Linked DNA regions of Mus musculus: all the other regions are linked to region 2. Evidence: chromatin contacts called from public promoter capture Hi-C data. All regions are on one chromosome and are shown on one strand. Each heading gives the region's core, a stretch centred on a gene start, on an enhancer-like site or on the middle of the called end of the contact. The rest is flanking DNA. Distances are from core to core; before and after follow the strand shown. Region 1 holds the start of Gmppb (GDP-mannose pyrophosphorylase B). Region 2 holds the start of Cish (cytokine inducible SH2-containing protein). Region 3 overlaps Rad54l2 (RAD54 like 2 (S. cerevisiae)).

Region 1 (4,543 bases), core at 865-3,364, 750 kb after region 2:
CTCCTTTCCTTTTCTGAGGTGAGTCTGCTCCTGTGCCCCTCCTCAGCAGGTTCTGCTGTTACAAACCTGGTGGCCAAATGATTCATAGTGGTGTTTACCTGCTAGCCCAGTGGCCTTCTTGTGGGCCTGGGGTATGGCCTTCAGCACCAACGGTGGGTAATGAAGGCTCAGGGTTGACCCTGACCTATTGCTTTTATTTCTGCTACCAGTCCTTTCATGGTAGAGACCTGCTGCTGCCTGTAACATAGTGTCCGACAGGTTACACTACACCAATCATTGCCAAGGTGAGCAACAGTCTCCAAGTCTATCACTTCTAACATGTCTCTGTTTTGGCATTTGAAGGTAATCCTGCCAACCTTTGAGAGAAACTGTTAACGAATGGCATAATTTCCAGGTTCTTAGAGATGCAGCCTCTGAAAAGGGTTCTGTGACGGATCCAAGTCAGTCTTCTGACCCTGGTGCCATTGGTGGGCAGGTTCCCATTCCTTAGGGCCGGGAGGCACGGCTTGGCCCATCTCTGCTTACTAACACCTGTCTTCTGTCCAGTAGTAGTGTTGCTTGTGCCATGCAGGCAGCAAGTGTTAATTAGCGTGGACACCTTTTCTTTGGCAGGATAGAGGTCAAGAGAGGAGTTTGGGGCCAGCAGAGACCTCCTAGGAATGTGCTGTACTTCCGATTTACCAGATTTTGGGAGGTGCTGCCCCCATTCTGCTGCTTCTCAAGTAGCAAGGGAGTTGGTAGGCACTGCTCCTGCCACTGCAAGCGAGGAAAGGCTGGGATTTGCCGCTGCTCAAGGGCAGGGCCTCACTTTTCAGCACTTTTGATATCTGGAGGCCCAGCTCTGTTATCTGATAGGTGGTGGCAAGTGTGTGCGAACACTTTTACCACTGCTCTTCTGCCTGTCCCAGGCTAGAGCCCTGTCTTTTTCCTGACAGGTCCTGCCTTCCCAATCATCAATTTGGGACCAAAGTGCAACTAGGGATCATGGGTTGGGAGCTCACATTACCCCTTTCCATTGTATTTCCCGGGCCAAGCCCATACCAGCCCGGGGAGATGGGTGGGAGTGAAATGGGATGGGTGCTGCTGGAAGAGGAAGGGACCAGTAGAGCAATGTCCTTGCCTGGGATTCTACCCCTCTCAGCTGTGGGCCGTGCAGTGGTGTGGGGATTCATTCTCTCCTAGGGGCAAGGGACCTGGGCTCGGACAGTATCCGTTCAGTATCCGCTGCTCATTCGCTCACATCTGGCCACGTGCACGTTCCCTAGATGCAAACTGCTTTGAACTTTACAGCTATATAAGTTGGTTGTGTGTGTGTGCTCATTTTAAAAACTACATTTTAACGAGGAAAAAGGAGAACCTGGGGAAATTTCCTTTGCTTCTGTGGAGGAAATGTAAGACTTGGAATTCTGGAAATTGTTATCTGCTCCTCTTTCCTGGAAGCTACACACCCTAAGACCTGCGCCTGGATGCATACGTGGCTCCACTGGCGCTTAGGCGCGCTTGCATTTTCCCCAGGTCTTCTGTGTGGTGGAGAGGAGTGCTTGGCCCAAGCCGGCCCTTTTCTGTACACCCAGCGCTATCCGCCCGCTTGTGTCTGGTCGTATACGTCAAAATAAAGCCTCTAGAAACTGAACTCTGTCCAAGTCTGTGTGAAAACTTCATCGCCTCCGGTTGGGCCGACATGGCTAGTCTAGGGATCGGGCTGAGCTGGGTCGGGACAGGTGCAGCGGGACAGTGCTGACACTGGGGGTGGGGGGTCGGGGGAGGCAGCACGGGAGGGGTTGGATATAGGGGTCAGAGCAAGTGTTGAGGGGCGGGGTCATCAGGGCGAACCTGGAGTGGCCTTTGGGGGGGTAGGCGGCGTCGGCGGGGCGGGGCGGGGCGGGGCGGGGCAGATGGCAGCTGCCGCGTGGCGGACTGGGTTCCGATAGGAAGCTAAGCCTCCTCTTTCGGTTCCGCCTTTAGATCCGCCAATGGGCATCTGACTCGCGAGTTCTCCGGGTCCCCATGGCAGCCCAGGGCGTTGGAAATCTAATTGGCTACGTCCGCCGCAGCGTAAAGTCTGACGCTCGGCTGCGGGCGGCCCTGCCACGTAGATTGGCTCTCCCTGTTACGTCACTGGCTGCGCCGCCTCCGGCCGGAACTCCGGACCAGCCGGTCTCCAACCAGTTCCTCGTCTTCTGTTCTGGCTGATCCTGGACCCCACATCAGGGTAGAGCAGGGGGGCGAGGTGACACCAGAGTTGGTCAGTCTAGTTGGTGAAACGTGCAGGTCAGGGCACGGCGTTGGGAGTGCGCGGCAGGGGTCGGTCAGGCGGCCTGTAAGTACTTTGGACCGATAGATCCACTTCTAACATCTGCAGACGCCATGAAGGCACTGATCTTGGTGGGAGGGTATGGGACACGGTTGCGGCCGCTGACGTTGAGCACTCCGAAGCCATTGGTGGACTTCTGCAATAAGCCCATCTTGCTGCATCAAGTGGAGGCGCTTGCTGCGGTAAGGCCGTGGGTCTGTTATGGCGGGAAGAGGGATGGATAGTGACTGGGAGGCCAGGGGTGGTCATACCTTGTGACTGAGCCAGTCAACTAGCACACCTTATTGTGTCTGACAGGCAGGTGTGGACCACGTGATCCTGGCAGTGAGCTACATGTCACAGATGTTGGAGAAGGAAATGAAGGCACAAGAGCAAAGGGTGAGGCATGGACTTAGCCCTTTCTTTAGGTCCCTGGGGCTCTTACCATTGGAGGAGGAACATAACCAGATGGCTTCTTCTTTCCAGCTTGGAATCCGAATCTCTATGTCTCATGAAGAGGAGCCTTTGGGGACAGGTCAGTATAAGGAAGGCCCTTGGGCAAACTTTAGGGCCAGCAAAGAGGTATCCAATCTGGGCGGATGGGTGGGGCCTCTGGAGTCTGGACCTAGGCCCCTAGCAAGGTGGTAACTTATGACTTGTCCCCTTCTCTAGCTGGGCCTCTGGCGTTGGCCCGAGACCTACTATCTGAGACTGCCGACCCTTTCTTCGTTCTCAACAGTGATGTGATATGTGATTTCCCCTTCCAAGCCATGGTGCAGTTTCATCGGCACCATGGCCAAGAGGGCTCCATCTTGGTAAGAGAAGATTTCCTCTGACATTCCCACCCTCACATGGAGTCTTTCCTGACCCCTGGTCTTAAACTCTGTTTTGCTACAAAGCTATGCAGAATGTCTTTGGGGGAGAGCCTTTGAGATGTGGGATAGGCATATTTATCAAGAGTAAAGAAAACTGGACTAGGCCTAAGGTACCCTCCACCTCTATATTCAGGTTACCAAGGTGGAAGAGCCTTCCAAGTATGGTGTGGTGGTATGTGAGGCTGACACAGGCCGCATCCACCGTTTTGTTGAGAAGCCACAGGTGTTTGTGTCCAATAAGATCAACGCAGGCATGTACATCCTGAGCCCTGCTGTGCTGCAGCGCATCCAGGTGTGTAGGAGAGAACTGCTGGGCGGGCTGGGGTGGAGCAGGCCTCTGCTGTGTGGCCTGCTCACAAATTGCCCACTTCCACAGCTGAAGCCTACATCCATTGAGAAGGAGATCTTCCCAGTTATGGCCAAGGAGGGGCAGCTATATGCCATGGAGCTGCAGGGTGAGGTAGAGGCCATAGGGTGTGGGGTAGTCAGTGTGTGGCTAGGCAGAGCCCTCTGACCCATCTCTCTGTACAGGCTTCTGGATGGACATTGGACAGCCCAAGGATTTCCTCACTGGCATGTGCCTCTTCCTACAATCGCTGAGACAGAAGCATCCAGAGAGACTGTACTCAGGCCCTGGCATTGTGGGGAATGTACTTGTGGTGAGGCCCTTGTCCAGCCTGTCGCTAATCTTTTCAGATTTGGGAGACAAATGACCCACTCTTGCTTTCCTCAACACTCTCAGGACCCAAGTGCCCGTATCGGTCAGAACTGCAGCATTGGCCCCAATGTAAGCCTGGGTCCTGGTGTGGTGGTGGAGGATGGTGTGTGCATCCGGCGATGCACAGTGCTTCGTGATGCTCACATCCGCTCCCATTCCTGGCTTGAGTCATGCATCGTGGGCTGGCGCTGCCGTGTGGGCCAATGGGTAAGTCTATGAGCTGGGCTGGGCAGGCACAGGAGCAGGGGAATATGTGTGCCCCATTAACAAGGCTTATCCCCCACCTCCAGGTGCGCATGGAGAATGTAACAGTGCTGGGTGAAGATGTCATAGTTAATGATGAACTGTACCTCAATGGAGCCAGCGTGCTGCCCCACAAGTCTATCGGGGAGTCAGTACCAGAACCTCGTATTATCATGTGAAGGATATGGAGGGCTGGCCAAGCATCCACTTTGCCATCAGCAGGGTAGGACTCAATGCTTCACGAGGCCCTGGACTTGGTGCCATTTGTCTAGGGAGGAGTGGATGACTCTGAAGCTGTCGGACTTCTGCCTTCTGGTGGGGACAGACATGGACAGGACCCTGCTGGGTGTAACCCACAAGCCCCCACTCCCTCAAGAAGAGCGGGCCCAGGGCTGTTTGGAATAATAATTTAAT
Region 2 (4,332 bases), core at 946-3,445:
CATTCAAGGGGCGTAGTCAGGAAATAGAGCCAGTAGTAAGGAAATGGCCAGAGGCATTCACAAAACTTGAATGAAACAAGTGGGCAGGTAGCTTGGGCAAAACAGGGCACATCATGGTTCCCAGCACGTCGTAGGTGGGATGTCTAACACTGTCAACTTCACAAAAGACTACTGGAGAACCAAACACTTCTCTCCCCAAGGCACACTGGAAGCCGTGTCTTAGTTTCCTCACGTACAAGGCAGCATTATCTGTGGTAGCTGTGAGGGCAAGGTGAAGCTAGGATTTGCTGAGTGTCTGGCACAAGGTAAGTGTTCAGTAGGCCCACTTGAAAGGGGTAGATCCAAGTTCAAAATCACAGCTCTGGGGTCCAGCGAAAGAGATCCACAGATCAAGGTGCTTGCCACTAACCTGACAACCTGACTTTGGGCCCTGGGACCCACAGAGTGGACTGGGAGAAGTGGTTCCCTCAATTCCCTCAGGTTATCCTCTGACTCTGTGTGAATACTGTGGCTACAAACACATGAAAACACACACGTGCGCGCACACACACACACACACCACACACACCACACACACACACACAATTTAAAAAAGAAAATCATGCCAGGCAGTGGTGGCACACATCTTTAATCCCAGCACTCAGGAGGCAGAGGCAGGCAGATCTCTGTGAGTTCAAGGCCAGCCTGGTCTACATAGTGAGTTCCAGGACAGCCAAGGCTACAAAGATAAATAAACCCTGTCTCGGAAAAAAAGGAAAGGAAAGGAAAGGAAAGGAAAGGAAAGGAAAGGAAAGGAAAGGAAAGGAAAGGAAAGGAAAGGAAAGGAAAGGAAAGGAAAGGAAAGGAAAGGAAAGGAAAGGAAAGGAAAGGAAAGGAAAGGAAAGGAAAGGAAAGGAAAGGGTAAGTAAATAAAAAGAAAACCACAGCTCTGTTGCATGACACCTGTGAAATCCCCCGTATCTTCATAGCAAAGCGGCAACAGACAGTTTCTACTGAAGAGTTAGTATGCATACATACAGGGATCCCATGTTCTCAGAGTACTCCTACTCCATCCTACCCATATTCCAAGAAACTGGCTTCTTGCTGTATTCTGGGAGCCCTGCTTGGGTTACACTTAACTTCCCCTCCAGGGCACCTACGGGGAACTGAGTCCCTTGGAGTAATCTCTTATCTTCCCTAAGAACTCCTTCCTTTTCACAGGGTTTTATCTTTAGCTCTCTATCTTGGGTGGGGCACCCAGAGCCTAGCCTGGGCTGGGGAAAGCCCAGTCACTATACTCAGATTCTAGACACTGCCAGAAGCCTGTCATCGCTGCCAAGAATCTTATAGCTACCCTTTCTGAGGAACGTGGGTGGTGTGACGTGTGTGGAAGGAGTGGGTGTACTGGTTCTCCAGATCTTATCTCCCCATATCCTGAACCGTGGATGTGGAGGGAGATCACATAGACCCTACAGCTCCTTGGTAAACCAGATATGGTGACTTAGCCTATAAGTTCACATTGTAAACCTGTACTCAGAAGTTTGGGGCCAGCCTGGTCTACAAACTGAGCTCCAAGGTAGTCTGAATTCAATTTTAAAACAAAAACAAACAAGCCATCGACAGGGCTGTCTGGGAGCTGACTATCTCTGTTTACTGACTCAAGAGGGTAATTTCCCCAACTGTCGGTCCACTCAGAGATTAGGCAAAGAAGGGATGAGATCATTTGATTACAAAAGATTAGATGTAACCTGAACTCTTTTAGCTGTAGTGGCCACAGTGGACCTCCTTAGTTCTTCCGTCCTCTTCAGGGCTCCAGGCCTCTCCCTAAGTCTTTCTCCAGATCTCACAGCACACCACCCACCTTCTCACACAGTGTCCTGCAATAAGCGAGACCACGGCCGCCAGAGACAACGTCCGATAAACTAGAAGCGGCTGGCTAAGAGGACCGGCCCGACCCTGCCCCCGCGCTGTAGTTCTAGGGGGGGGGGGATAAGCGCACCCATCCCCAAAGAAGTAGAGGGAAGACAATCTGGTCTCCAGTTGCATCCACATTCCTTCTTAACTTGTCCCCAACCCAGTCTTTTGCCTACTAGTCTCTAGGTCCCGCCCCACTCGGGCACGTCAGTTCAGGGTCCCTGCACTTCAATAGGTCGGTCTAGATGCTCGTCTCACGTCCAGCGATACGATTGGTCAACTCTAGGAGCTCCCGCCCAGTTTTCCTGGAAAGTTCTTGGAAATCTGTCAAAGGTGTTTCCTTTCTCGGTCCAAAGCACTAGACGCCTGCACCCCCGTTCCCCTCCGGGCCGCCGCAAAGCCCGCGGTTCTAGGAAGATGAGGCTTCCGGGAAGGGCTGGGACGCAGCGGACAAAAGATTAGGAGGCGCCTGGCCCCGCCCCACCGGCCCAGCCCGTCCCCCCTCGTCCTTCCAAGCTGTTCGCACCACAGCCTTTCAGTCCCTGCTCGCCGCCCGTGTGCCCCGGGACCCTGACCTTCGCACCCCTGGCACCCATTGGCTCCTTTCTCCTTCCATCCCGCCGAACTCCGACTCTCGAGCCGCCGTTGTCTCTGGGACATGGTCCTTTGCGTACAGGGGTAAGCTCAGTTTTTTTCCCTACCTAGGCTCCATGCGGGAGATATGGAAGATCACAGGCCTCGAGTTAGCTGCGGGATTTGGGAGGGCTTGACCGACTGGAGGTGATGGAGGGCTAAAGGACTTCGAGTGGTGTGCCTAGGATACCCACACACACTTCGTATGGATAGGGAAACGGAGCCCGCGAACGGTGGGAGGAGCCCCCATTCCTGAGATTTCACTAGCGCCAACTGTAAGAGGTTCTCCAGGACGGGGCTCACAAGTCTAGACTCAATTTGAGCTCATAGTTTACCTAGCCTTCTGGCTCCGTACCTGTCGGTGACCTTGAGCCAGCCCTTAGATCCCTCTGTGTTCAGAAGTTCATTCCTCCGTCCCAGGTCAGCGATTAGGTTCTTAGGAAGCCAGCCTGAGGTCTTTGACTCTTCCCAGGCCGGCGCCTAATAAACAACACCCCTTAGGAGCACCCCACTCCGTCTCTTAGCTCAGATTGATGTCTCAGTGTGATAAAGACTTCAGCCTGCCTTCTCCAAGGTTTCCCGTTGACATGGAATATGGGACCATGGTGAAAGTGGGGCTTTAATAAAACAAAGTCTTGGCTTCGGTAGAGTGTACTCGGAACACCTGTTTACCCTAGCTTTCAGCGTCCCCTTCAAACACTGATCGGTCAGGAATTCAGGAAAACCCAAGAAGAGAGGTGTGTGTGTGTGTGTGTGTGTGTGTGTGTGTGTGTGTGTGTGTGTGTGTGACAAATCCAGGGAGATCTGTGATCCAGTAGTAATTGTTATAACTGACATGGGAATGGTACCAAGTGAGGAAGGGTGGAAGGTGGGGCCAGGCTGAAATGCCCTTGCTCTAAGCAGCTCTGAGTCCCAGGAAGAGGACATTCATGGAGCTGTTGAGAAGACTGTATTCCCTAGTAGTTCCTACCATGTTCTTTTATTCTCTGAATTTTCGGACTCTTCGGCAGTTCCCTGCACCCTGCCTTCCTTTCTTGGGTGCCCCCACTTCTCCATTCTGGGTCCCCAGAGCCTCTTTGACTTTGCCTTAATTGAAGGCCCATGGGAACCTCAGGAGCAGTGTTGGGGTATTGGGGAAACAAGTTGTTTAACAAGCCCATGTATCCCAGCCTCCCTTGGCTCGGCTCATCTTATTGGCATGTGTTCTCAGGTGGAACTTCATGGCTAGACTCCAAGACATGCACACACAGGTTCTTGGAACACACCAGTCCTCACCCCCACCGTGATGACACAGTGGCAGACACACCCCTCCCTAGATATTTAGTCCCTCCCAGCAACATTTGGGGATTAGCATCGTCATTCTATACCTAGATACCATACTAGCCCCAGAGGTGCCTACTATATACACATGTGGGACCTATGGAAGGGATCCAACTAAGCTGTCTGGTTGTACCTGCCACAGAGGCCATGAAATGACTCCCTAACCTGGATCAAGCTATGGGCCCCAACAAGCCAGTCGCCTCAGAATTCTGCCTGTAACTCACTAAGTGGGATTCCAGGGCTCTCATAGCTGGGTCAAGAGCGGGTGTGGGAAAAACCCTTGGCAGGCTATAGGTGCCAGAGCCTGTCACCCCTCTCCTGAGTGGTCACAGGACTATGACCTTCTAAACACTACTTCCACTGTTAGGTCTGGCGTCTGTCCTTGCCGACTGCTAGCAGCTCCTAACCACCCCTTGTTTACCGGCAATACCTGATACAGTGTTGCCTTTCCCAGCCAGTGTGGGCTGAACCTAGGGTTTCATTATT
Region 3 (4,538 bases), core at 606-3,105, 570 kb before region 2:
AAAAAAGCACAACTGTTAGTCTTTCAGAGTTACAGACAGATTTACTATTAAATATCCATTCCAAACTATAAGGCCTATTACCTAGGGTTTAGCAGGGGTTGGGGTTGGGGGGCAGGGGGCTGAGTATAGCAATAAAATCTTTTAAATGCTCAGAAACTGGCCAGTTGTGGTAGGCCCACCTATAATCAAACAAGAAGGTAAAAAGTCCTACGTTCTGACATATAACAAATGTAATTAGTATCTGCATAGCTTAAAAGTCAATGGCTATTACTACCCTGGCTAAGATCATAGGTTCAGACCTGGGCACAAATACCCCTGAACTTTCTCCCTGACCTGAATGCCTTGAACTTTCTCTTTCACTCAAGTCACCTATGAGTAGCAATCACAAGTTATATAAACAAAGACCACTTGCATAAGCTTCTTGGAAATGAGTTATAAATACCACCATCACCAAAAATTTAACTGATAAACCTTGCATGGGTGGCAAGGGAGAGAGACAGGACACACCACCCCGCACATTTCATTTAGTAAGTGCACAAATACATATACTTCTAGGGATCACCCCTTTCCCTCTATACTGAGAGACCAGTGGCCTCTAAAACTCAGCATTTCCTACTAATGTCCTGTGATAAAAATGCATGATAGTGGTAAATGCATTATATAATGATAAATGCTGGGTCAGGAGTGGTAGCACATACAGGTAATCCCAGTACTTGTAAGACTGAGGCAAGATGACAGAGAGAATGAAAACATCCCAGACTCAGATACTTCCTCAAGAAACAAACGTAAAAATTATGCATACACTACAATCCATGGGCTATATGCACCAAAATTTTTATACCCTAATCTCAACACATTTGAAGTTTACAAAATTGAAAAAGACAAAGAAATTATGTTAAACAAGACCACATGAGTATAATCAGTGAAATCTAGAATATATAAAACTATAGAGCCAGTAAATCCTTTTCCTCAGAAATAAACTGCAAGAAAAAAATATATAAGGGAGGCAAAAATCAATAAATTAAAAAGATGTAAAAGGATACCAACCATATGTGATTCTTGTGGAAATGTAAATAAATTAACAATAAAAATAATTTTAAAGATAATTGAGGATCATCTCAGTATTTCATAATATAAACAACTACATTTAAAAAGTTTAACCATGTGTATATGTACAAATCTGACTGAAGGGTATGTTACACGCTTGTGGGTGCCTGCAGAGGGAAAGTGTCAGCTCTCCTAGAGCAGGAGTTGCAGGCAGGTGTGAGCCTGCTAGGAACAAAACCCAGGTCCTCTTCAAGAGAAGTTCACAACTACTAAGGCATCTTTCCAGACCCAGGAGCTCCTTTTATAATTTGAAAGCTAGGCACAGTGGCCCATGCCTGTGCTTCCAGCAGCGGAAGGCAGAAGCAGGAGGCTTGCACTGGACCAAGTGTGAGGCCAGTCTGGTCCACCTGGCGAATTCCAGCCCGAGGTACGGCTCTAATCAAGGGGGAAAACGGTTTATAATGTTAAGGATGGAAGACCTGAGAACAAATGACAGACTGGCTTGCTGGAATAGAGCTGGAAGCAGACAGAGAGTTCATGTAGGGAGTTGGTCTGATATTGCTGTGTATTCAAATGCTAAATATGGCTACCAAGATCTGGTTGCTCCTGACCAGAGATAAACCTTGCTTACAGCCTAGGCTAGGCAGAAGAGAGGGAGGCACAGAGAAGGTTCCTGGGCTTGGGTTCTCAGGCAGGGACTAAGAGACAGAGGAGGAAGGAAGGAGGTTGCCATGGGGTTAGTGGATAGTGAGGGCACAGTCACAAGGACTGGCCTGATAGAGTAGGAGTGGCCCAGGCAGAACCTGGCAAGCGATATCTTAGGGATCACCACAGGCAAATAGACAAAACAGCATAGAGGGCTGATGTCTGCCCAGCTCTAGTGCTTTAAGGTTTATTATGAACCTAAAAGTCTCTGTGTCTTTTATTTGGGAACTAAATGATCTGAACTGGGGTAGAACCCCAAATATAGATATTTAAAGGCAACAGGGGGTGTGACAACCCCCAAAATAATAATAATCACAGCAAGTTCATCCTGTCACTGTGTTCACTATCTTTCAAAATTGCATAATTTAAATAGTAATTTATCTCTAACTTTTGCAGTGCAGAGAGTTAAGCATACAGTATTGGACAGACTAGATCAGTGCTCTGTTGCTGGGCTATATGCAAGTGCAACTTTTTAAGTTTTAAGGGAAAATAAATTAAATGAGCACTAAACTCTCAACTACCTATATGCTAATTTCTCCACATTTGTGAATATATATTTATATATTTCATATACTGATTAGTGAGTATATACCTTCTTGAGTTCTGTTAGCTGCCTCATATATGTAAATTTTAAAAAATTTTTATTTTGTGTGCATGTGAGTGTGTGTGTTCATGTGCAAACATGCATGTGTGGAGGTCAGAAAACAACTTGTGGGAGTTGGTTCTCTTCTTCCAACATATGGGTTCTGGGGTCAGACTTGACTATCAAGCGTAACAAGGAGCACACTTACCCACTGAGCCTTGTCACCGGCCCTGTATCTGAGTGCTTCCTTGACAAAGAGTGCACAATTGCCACGTGCATGGCACACTGTAAGCAAAATCACCTAGCACCATTCTCTTGCTGCTGGGCATGTTCTTCCTTCCATTTGCATGTACAGTGGTCTACACGCCTTTGTATATTTTCCCTTCCTTTATTTTTATTCTATTCTATTACCACTGGAGTAATAAATAGTGCTTTAGTGTTCAAGTATCTGCAAATATCTTCAATAGTGAATCATATAATAAAAATTTACATTCTACAGGTAATAACATCTCCATCACAGATATTCAACTTTATCATTGCATCTCATAAAAAGCCACACATAAACAAGTGAGAAAAAGTGTTGCAATAAATAATAGTTACAAAGTTAACCAAAAACATTTTTTAAAGGTGCAAGGTTGGAAGATTCCTATTTTTATTTCAAAACTTAGTACAAAGCTGCAATATTCAAAAATGAGGTACTGGCATGAAGCACACATGAAGACTAGTGAAATACAAGTTAAAAAACAAACTTCCATAAGACGAGATCAAAGTGATTTTTACAAGGGTCTACAGAGCGAGTTCCAGGACAGCCAAGGGTACACAGAGAAACCCTGCCCCAGCCCTGAGAGGGAGGGAGAGAGGGAGGACTGGCAGGGCGGTTCATGCCTGTAGCACAGCTCTGAGGAGGCCGAGGTGGATGATCACTGAGTTCAAGGCCAGACAGACCAGACTACAGAGTGACTTCTAGGTTTTCCTGAGCTATAATAATATAAGGTGAGACCTTACCTCCCCCCCCCCAAAATTTTTTTACAATAATAAAGATATTCAAGCATACATAATATATGCTATTTAAAATTTTAATTCTTTTGTGTACATATAATTATATTTGTGAAAATTTAAACATATTTGCACATTGAAGTATATATGCTTGTTTATTTTTACATAAAGAATAAAATCTTGGGCCAAGGAGATGACTCGGTGGATAAAGTATGAGGAACCAAGTTTAGATTCCCAATACCCACCTAAAAACCAGACATGGCAGCATGTACCTACATAGTCAAGAGACGTGCCCCAGGAACTTGCTGGCCAACCAGCCAGCCTAGCTGAGATCTAGGTTCAGTGAGAACAATAAAGAAGTCACTTAAAGTTGACCTCCAGTCTCTACACATGTATGGAAATAGTAGTAAATGGTATAAAATGTAGAGCATCTTAAATGGGTTTCAGAGTTGATCAATAAAATTTAATTTTATAATCAATGCTGAGAATACATGTGTACAAACGTATAACACAGGGTAGCAGAGACAGGTTTATAGTCAGTTCAGAAGTTGTTGGATATTCTGTCTTAATCCCAATCAAATTTTTGCTTAGCATTTCCCCCAAAGCCAGCCAACATTCCAGTATGGAAGAACGACCAGCTGTGACTCCCCACCCCTAGTTGAAGAGCTATTGACAATTGAAGGTTTCTAAGAGGGAGAGTCAGGATTGGGGGTTTGCTGTTGTTTTAATTTATTGTGTATAGGTACTCTGCTTGCCTATATGTCTGTGAACAGTGTGCATGCCTGAAGATGCCAGGAGAAGGCATCAGATCCCCTAGAACTAATATTACCAACAGCTATGAGCTGCTATATGGGTGAAGGAATTGAACCTTGGTCCTCTAGAAGAGCAGCAATGTTCTTATCCACAGAGCCATCTCTCTAGACTACTGTCATTTTTAAGGGCCATGTTCCTGGAAGATGTGCCCAAACGCCAGTGGTTGGCCCCACACCTGTGAGTATACAGCCAAAATAAATTGGACTTGGAGAACCTGGCAATGGTGGTAAACATCTTTAATCCTAGTACTTGAGAGGCAGGCAGGTGGATTTTTCTGTAGCCAGACTGGTCTATAGAGCACACACACACACACACACACACACACACACACACACACACACACACGAAAAATAGACCTGGAAGGTTAAAATTTTAAAAAGACAAAGTTAGGAGA

The links. Promoter capture Hi-C pulls out the DNA fragments that hold promoters and counts their contacts.
Region 1: a contact with region 2 is called in a promoter capture Hi-C map of erythroid cells, with 5 times the contacts expected there. The contact joins the promoter of Gmppb here to the promoter of Cish in region 2. A contact is called at or near these places in 1 of 39 promoter capture datasets (erythroid cells) and 1 of 115 datasets of contacts at active chromatin or transcription factors (memory CD8 T cells).
Region 3: a contact with region 2 is called in a promoter capture Hi-C map of liver, with 3 times the contacts expected there. The contact joins the enhancer-like site here to the promoter of Cish in region 2. A contact is called at or near these places in 3 of 39 promoter capture datasets (hippocampal neurons and liver), 3 of 115 datasets of contacts at active chromatin or transcription factors (bone marrow-derived macrophages, embryonic forebrain and fetal liver) and 2 of 9 other capture datasets (adipose tissue and embryonic tail).

The regions. Positions count from the first base shown.
Region 1 is chr9:108,047,150-108,051,692 of GRCm38.p6, forward strand. It overlaps Gmppb (GDP-mannose pyrophosphorylase B), which reads left to right and starts at 2,115. Exons shown (of 9, transcript NM_177910.4): 1 at 2,115-2,496; 2 at 2,612-2,692; 3 at 2,780-2,828; 4 at 2,966-3,108; 5 at 3,302-3,460; 6 at 3,545-3,623; 7 at 3,700-3,827; 8 at 3,911-4,093; 9 at 4,177-4,543. The coding sequence starts at 2,368. The coding sequence ends at 4,308. Ip6k1 (inositol hexaphosphate kinase 1) reads left to right here. Exons shown (of 6, transcript NM_013785.2): 6 at 1-1,633. Rnf123 (ring finger protein 123) reads right to left here. Exons shown (of 39, transcript NM_032543.2): 39 at 4,523-4,543.
Region 2 is chr9:107,294,464-107,298,795 of GRCm38.p6, forward strand. It overlaps Cish (cytokine inducible SH2-containing protein), which reads left to right and starts at 2,196. Exons shown (of 3, transcript NM_009895.4): 1 at 2,196-2,571. The coding sequence starts at 2,552.
Region 3 is chr9:106,725,291-106,729,828 of GRCm38.p6, forward strand. All of the region lies in intron 2 of Rad54l2 (RAD54 like 2 (S. cerevisiae)), which reads right to left. Among named protein-coding and RNA genes, the nearest start is that of Tex264, 42 kb to the left of the region's middle. Within about 2 kb of position 1,856, at least 9 of the 459 cell types and tissues checked have an H3K27ac peak or open chromatin away from gene starts, as enhancers often do. A contact at or near this core is called in liver, where this site is marked.